Linked DNA regions of Xenopus tropicalis: region 2 is linked to region 1. Evidence: chromatin contacts called from public Hi-C data. All regions are on one chromosome and are shown on one strand. The core of a region is the stretch at or near the end of the contact, and the rest is flanking DNA. Distances in the headings are between cores, read along the strand shown.

Region 1 (3,003 bases), core at 231-2,730:
GAGGGGAAAATAACCAATCCAAGACCCAGCTGGACACGCACTTATCAGGCACCAGAACAGCGGTGAAGGTTCAAACAGCTTTATTCATAAATCCTGATGCGTTTCGTGTGAATATAATCATAGGCACCTATTATTGCGTCTGTATTCATACAAGTGTGTGTCCAGCTGGGTCTTGGAACTGGCAGCAAACCTACTCTCTTCAAAGTCAGAACCAACAAGCAAGATTATGGTATCAGAAATCCTGACTATATAAAATGAACAGCACTCATGAAAACTCTACTTAAAAAGTCTTAAGGGCTCATTCACAAAGACACACGCAATACTAAGAAAAGCCTGCAACTGCCCATTTGTCTGCAAATTGGGGCATTGTGCAGATAGCTGAAGGCACACCGGGTAGGTGTAGGCACACCGCCCCCTACTGGCCTTTCCTTGCATGTCATTCTGAGGCACAAGGTAGGAGTAGCAGGATGCACAGCCCACACTTTGCGTGACAGATTTTTGAGCCGGGGGTACAATAGGAAGTCATTATCTGCAGCTTTTGTTAAGGCTCTACGAACAGAGTGTGTCAAGTTTGCTTGCTAACAATAAGGGTTCTTGTGCAACCAGGATTAAGAGTGGCAATCGTTTACCGACTTTTTTGACTCCCTTTAGTAATCAGTTTTACAAAATTAGGCAAATAATTAATAGCTTTATTCCAGTTCTCTGGCAGTAGTTTTACAAGATGGATTAAATTTTGTTGCACGGAAAGCTCCCACCTTAAAACTACATGGCTAAAGGTGCCCATACACTACAAGATCCTCTTGCTTGGCAATGTCGCCAAGTGAGCGGATCTTCACCCGATATCCCCACCTACGGGTGGGCGATATTGGGTAGCAAGCTGCTTTAAAAAAAAAATAATTACATTTGAGCTTATGGGGCAGTCGGTTCGGGGACCGCATCAACGAGCCAATGCGGTCCCCGATCCGACCGGATTTTCTAACCTGGCCAATCGAGATCTGGCCAATTTCAGGCCAGATATCGGTCGGCCAGGCAGCTCTGTTCTGCCCATACACGGGCCGATTAGCTGATTAGCTATATTAATCTTAAAACCTGAATCCACAATTGCTTTGGAATCAGTTCATGGAATGAAAGTGTGCTGCCAGATCCCCCTGTCTATGGATTAGAAGGTGTGGGTGCCAAGGGACCCAGAGCCAGCTCCTGTTCATTTTTCCTCTTTGCATTGTGTTTCTGTTTTCTTCTTTTTTTTCTAATTCCTTATTAACCTTGCACTGATCTTTTAGCCCTTTATCTGATCAAATATATATATTATAATGGTACATTGTATGTGAACTTACATAGCTTCCCATGACTCCTAAACATGATGTGTCAGGTTTATACTGTTTGGTGTCTGTATGCCCTTGTCACATGGACTCAGTTGTGTTCCTCACTGCGCCTGAAATAAAAAGAATGAAAAAAACCCATTTCACGCAGTACTGGCTCAGACCATAAAAGAGATGTTTCAGGCCTATAGCAGCCCTCTATCAAGCTAAACAACCAAGCGCTCACTATTCACCTTAAGCTTAACAAACACTGCCACCATGTGGCCACATTGAAAACGGCAAGTACCAAATATCACATAAATATTACAATGATACAGATATATCCTCTCCAGTCTCATATTTATACAGTTATTACAATTGTATCCCAACTTGTAACATATGTATTTAAACATGAGAAGTCCACTCAGTCACCAGATAATTGTAATCCCTAAATCCATCTGTAATAAATAAGATAAAAACTATACAAAGGGGGTTGTATACAAAAGGAGCAGAACCCATATCATCCAGTCAGCAGGTAGCATTTCCTAGTTAGCTGTTTAAAAGCAAAAATCTTATTGGTTGCTAGAGGTTACTCCTCCTTGAGAAAGTTGGCGCATTTTATTACATAGCCCCCTAAATATTAAAACACAAGCATTTACCCAAAACATATCTAAAAATCATGGTGTTCCAAATATCCAGGCATTTGACCCACTTCTTGACATACAACTTTCTTCCTGTCATAGAACCTCAATGTTCAACTCCATCAAAAACTGGATCTTTATTTGGTTAAAGGGGTGATTTAATGAGTTATAGAATGTCCTATTCCTAGCAATTTTGCAATTGGTTTATTTATTTTCTATAGTTTTTGAGCTATTTTTCTTCTTCTTCTACATATTTGCAGCTGTCTAATGGGGGACAGCTAAAAAACTATTGCTCTGCAAGCTTACAATTTTATTATTGTTACTTTTTATTTCTTGTCTCTTTATTCAGGCCCCCTTCGATTCATATTCCTGTCTCAGACTCAAACCACTGGCTGGTTGCTAAGGTAACCAAGACCCTGGCAACTAGATAGCTGGTGAAATTCCAACCTGAAGAACTGCAGAACAAAAAGCTAAATGACTGAAAAACCATAAATAATAAAAAATGAAAACCAATTGCAAATTGTCTCAGAATATCATTGATCACCTTTCTTTGTCTTAATAGCTGATTTGTGTTCCATAATCCCAGGTTCTCTCTGATGTCTGTCCAACTGGTACTGGATGATATAAATGTTCACAGACATTTCTAGTGTCTCCGGAATAATATAGGGGTTCCTCTCCTCAGGTAATATACCAATTCACCTTTAATACAATTGGAACAAGAATTACAGATACAACATGTATAAGTAGCAAAGTTGTAGTTTGTAGTTTACACTTAAACAATTTGCAATTAGTCTTTATTTTTTATATTTTGTTTTCAGTTATTCAGTATAAATTGACAGATACCATGGTAACTTTATAAATCTGTGTGCCAAGAAAATGAAGCTTCTGTCCATTGGCTGTAATTGTTAAGGATACATATCAGTAGAGTTAATCTGTTGGACAAATTGTTGTAGAATCCAATGGGACCACGTCCGCATCTCTAATAAATCATTGATAAACCAATGTGAGTACTTAGGGTACTTTTGGAGAAAATTTGGTTTAAACACACATTTCTTCAAAGGAGA
Region 2 (3,003 bases), core at 220-2,719, 46 kb after region 1:
TTTTGGCATTTAGTAGCTGTGACAATTAGCTGCTACTAAGTAGCTCAGTGTGTCTTCACTATTAAAGTGTTCCCTGCATGAGGGGGACTGTGCGCATTTCTGCACAACTCCACCTAAATCATATTTCATAATGGCTTTGACTGCCCAGGTTGCTGAAAGAATGAGCAATCTCTTTTTCCTTTTAATTACTACTAAATGGATGTTGGTACCCATGAACACATGGTCAGAACACACAGTCAGATCAAGAGGAGATTTTCCATGCGAATCCTGACTAATTGGCTAGGGATCTTAGAATACCCACAAATCAAAGAGCACAGAACCAAACCAATGGCTGAGACCGATTTCACCTATGGTGTCATGGGGTGGAATGAACTGAAAATTATCACATGGCAACTCCATAATGAATTACTCCTTGGTAAATACTTAGGACTTCTTCTTATTGTATTATTTTAGGAGTCCAATTTACTTTTGTGAAAGAGTGCTTTCCCCAAATATCCCAACAACAGTTACTGTTTGAATAGTGAAAACAAACATCTCATTGGTTGCTTTGGGTTACAGTTTTCCCATGTGTATTTATAGTCCATCCATTGACCCTAATTGTGACCACCAGTGGTACTGCCTGTTTCCAATATATATATATAAAGTATATATACATATATACACACACACACACAACATGCCGCAAGGGTATGTACTACAGAATCTGTGCGTGTATGCAGGGCACAAATAACATTCCTGCATCCCAACAATTCCTTTATTACTAAGACAGTGTTATCCATAATGCAACACACTCCACTTACTGTTTTGCTGTTGTTCTCCTGTTGTCTGTAATGGATATTGTTGGGCAGGGAAGAGGTCAGTTGCAGCTGTGGCTGTCCCTGTATTGCCAATGTTGTCTCAGGATTGTGGGGTTTCTTTCCGCAGACTTGCGGTTGTGACTGAGGGCTTGTGATGTGGCATCTGGATTCCAGAGCCTGTGCCTTGAGTTTTGGATCTTTATCAGACAAGCAGTCCTGGGACTCTTCCAATAACTCATCAAGCAGCTGAAGATCTTCATCTATGTCCTTTGGTCTCGGTCGGCCTCTCTCAGGCTCCTTGCCCTGTTTAGTGGGTGCTACAGGTTCATCCCGTGTCTGGCAGGCGATGGTTTCTTCCTGGGCTGAAGGCTCTCTCTTGGATGGAGATCTGGGCTGCTGACTGCTGACAATAAGTACACTGCTACTGCCCCGGCTGCAGCCACTGCCCATAACAGACTGTACACTCCGGTGGCTTTTTGAGTAACTTTTTAAGAGTCAATGGCATGTCCTGGCTGTATGTCTGTCCGAGTGCCAGTACTCATGCCACCAAACATTACCTGAAGCCCAACTTGCAAACTTCTCTGGCAATGTACAAAGAGCAATGCACCAGCCCCATAGAGTTACCTTTCAGAAAGTGCTTGGCTTTCACCTCTTTCATCCCCAGCCGCACTTCCCCCTGCCTCCCTCACTCTCCCTTTCATACCCTCTTACAGTTAAACATTAAAAGCAAGTCCCTCACACTGGCGTGAGTGCAGCTGCAGCAGGGAAATGCTAGCTCGGCCAGAGGAGTGTCATTCAGATCAGGGCCAATAGGCAGAGCAGAGGAAAGAGCCAGCAGTATGCAGAAAGGCGCATATGAAACCTAAGACTCTGAAATTAAAATGGAACGGAAATTGGGTGTAACCTGTGGATTTATACCAGAGCTGAGTGTACAGCAAATACGCCAAACCATTACAAACCAAGTCCTTAATGTAGCCACACACATAAGCAGACAAATATTTAGTAGTGGTGGGCAGTGAGGCGAAACAGGTTTTGGTGGGTGTTCCAATGCTGTTAAGCTACAACTCCCAGTAACCATGGGCAGTTTTCTGCTGTTGCAGGTGCTGAGAGTTGCACTTTAACATCAGCGGCACTGGCTTAGGCACTACTATTGCACTACTATTGCCACTGCTACTGTACTATTATCCTTACTCTCACATCACTGTCCCTCTATGAAAGGATGGGACCTGGCCATTTGATGATGATATGCCTATTGTCACTTCACTGCCCATTCATTAGTTGATGGGGACTGTACATCTTAAAATACACCCAATGTTATACTCTTGTCCGTTCATGATATGATAAGGCCCATATATTTAAAGATACTGTACACTGTAACACCTGGAACCCCCCCCTGTTTATTCATGAGATGACAGGGCCTGTATATTTATGTAGTTATAAACTGACCCATAGATCGATAGGTGGGATGTCCCAAAGTAGGGACAAAGTAATCCCACCTGTGTGTGGCCAACAACACTCACCAAAACAACAAAACACTTGCAGCCATCACAAGGGCCCTATAGTGGTGAAAGCTCTTTGGGAGAATGATTTAAGATGCAACACCAGGCAGTGACCCTCATTCTCACAATGACTTTACTGCTTTCTTTGTACATTCAATTAGTATTCTTATTTAGGGGCTTTTATGGCGTTCCTATCTCCTCTGACAGTCTTTGTATCAGCACAGGTCCTGTGTGTTATTCTGATGACGTCACAACACCCCCAGGGCCTATTTACTAAGCAATAAACTGTCACTTGAATTATGATGATCGAATGCATACAAATTTGCATTTGGCTTCTGGACATCAGCCGTTTATCAAAGCCTGAGGCAAATAAGTCCTTTGACACATTGGCTCAATGAATTATACCATGAGATCTAAACAGTATCTCCTGTCTAATGAAATTTACGTTGGTCAGATGGATATTTTTAAAGGGGAACTAAGGGTTAACCAAGAATTAGGCTAGAAATGCTACACATTATGGTTTGGGCATCTATACCAGCCTAGGGCGACCCTAGCCCCTTGGTTAATTACAAAATCCTTATTTTACCAGAAAAGGTTACGTATAATTATTAATACAATATACATTGTATTGTAAAAGTGTATCATAGCAACCCAATCTAAACATCATGCTGACCCATTTGACCCAAAGGTTAAGAACCCCTGATGAT

What was found. A called contact is a pair of places that touch in the nucleus more often than the background predicts.
Region 2: a Hi-C map of neurula embryo shows a contact between it and region 1, with 3 times the contacts expected there. The contact joins the promoter of MGC147302 here to the enhancer-like site in region 1. A contact is called at or near these places in 5 of 5 Hi-C or Micro-C datasets (brain, gastrula embryo, liver and 2 more).

Annotation. Positions count from the first base shown.
Region 1 is chr5:138,114,636-138,117,638 of UCB_Xtro_10.0, forward strand. No RefSeq gene overlaps it. Among named protein-coding and RNA genes, the nearest start is that of klf11, 24 kb to the right of the region's middle. Within about 2 kb of position 1,481, at least 2 of the 11 cell types and tissues checked have an H3K27ac peak or open chromatin away from gene starts, as enhancers often do. A contact at or near this core is called in neurula embryo, where this site is marked.
Region 2 is chr5:138,160,806-138,163,808 of UCB_Xtro_10.0, forward strand. It overlaps MGC147302, which reads right to left and starts at 1,470. Exons shown (of 3, transcript NM_001078942.1): 1 at 801-1,470. The coding sequence starts at 1,247.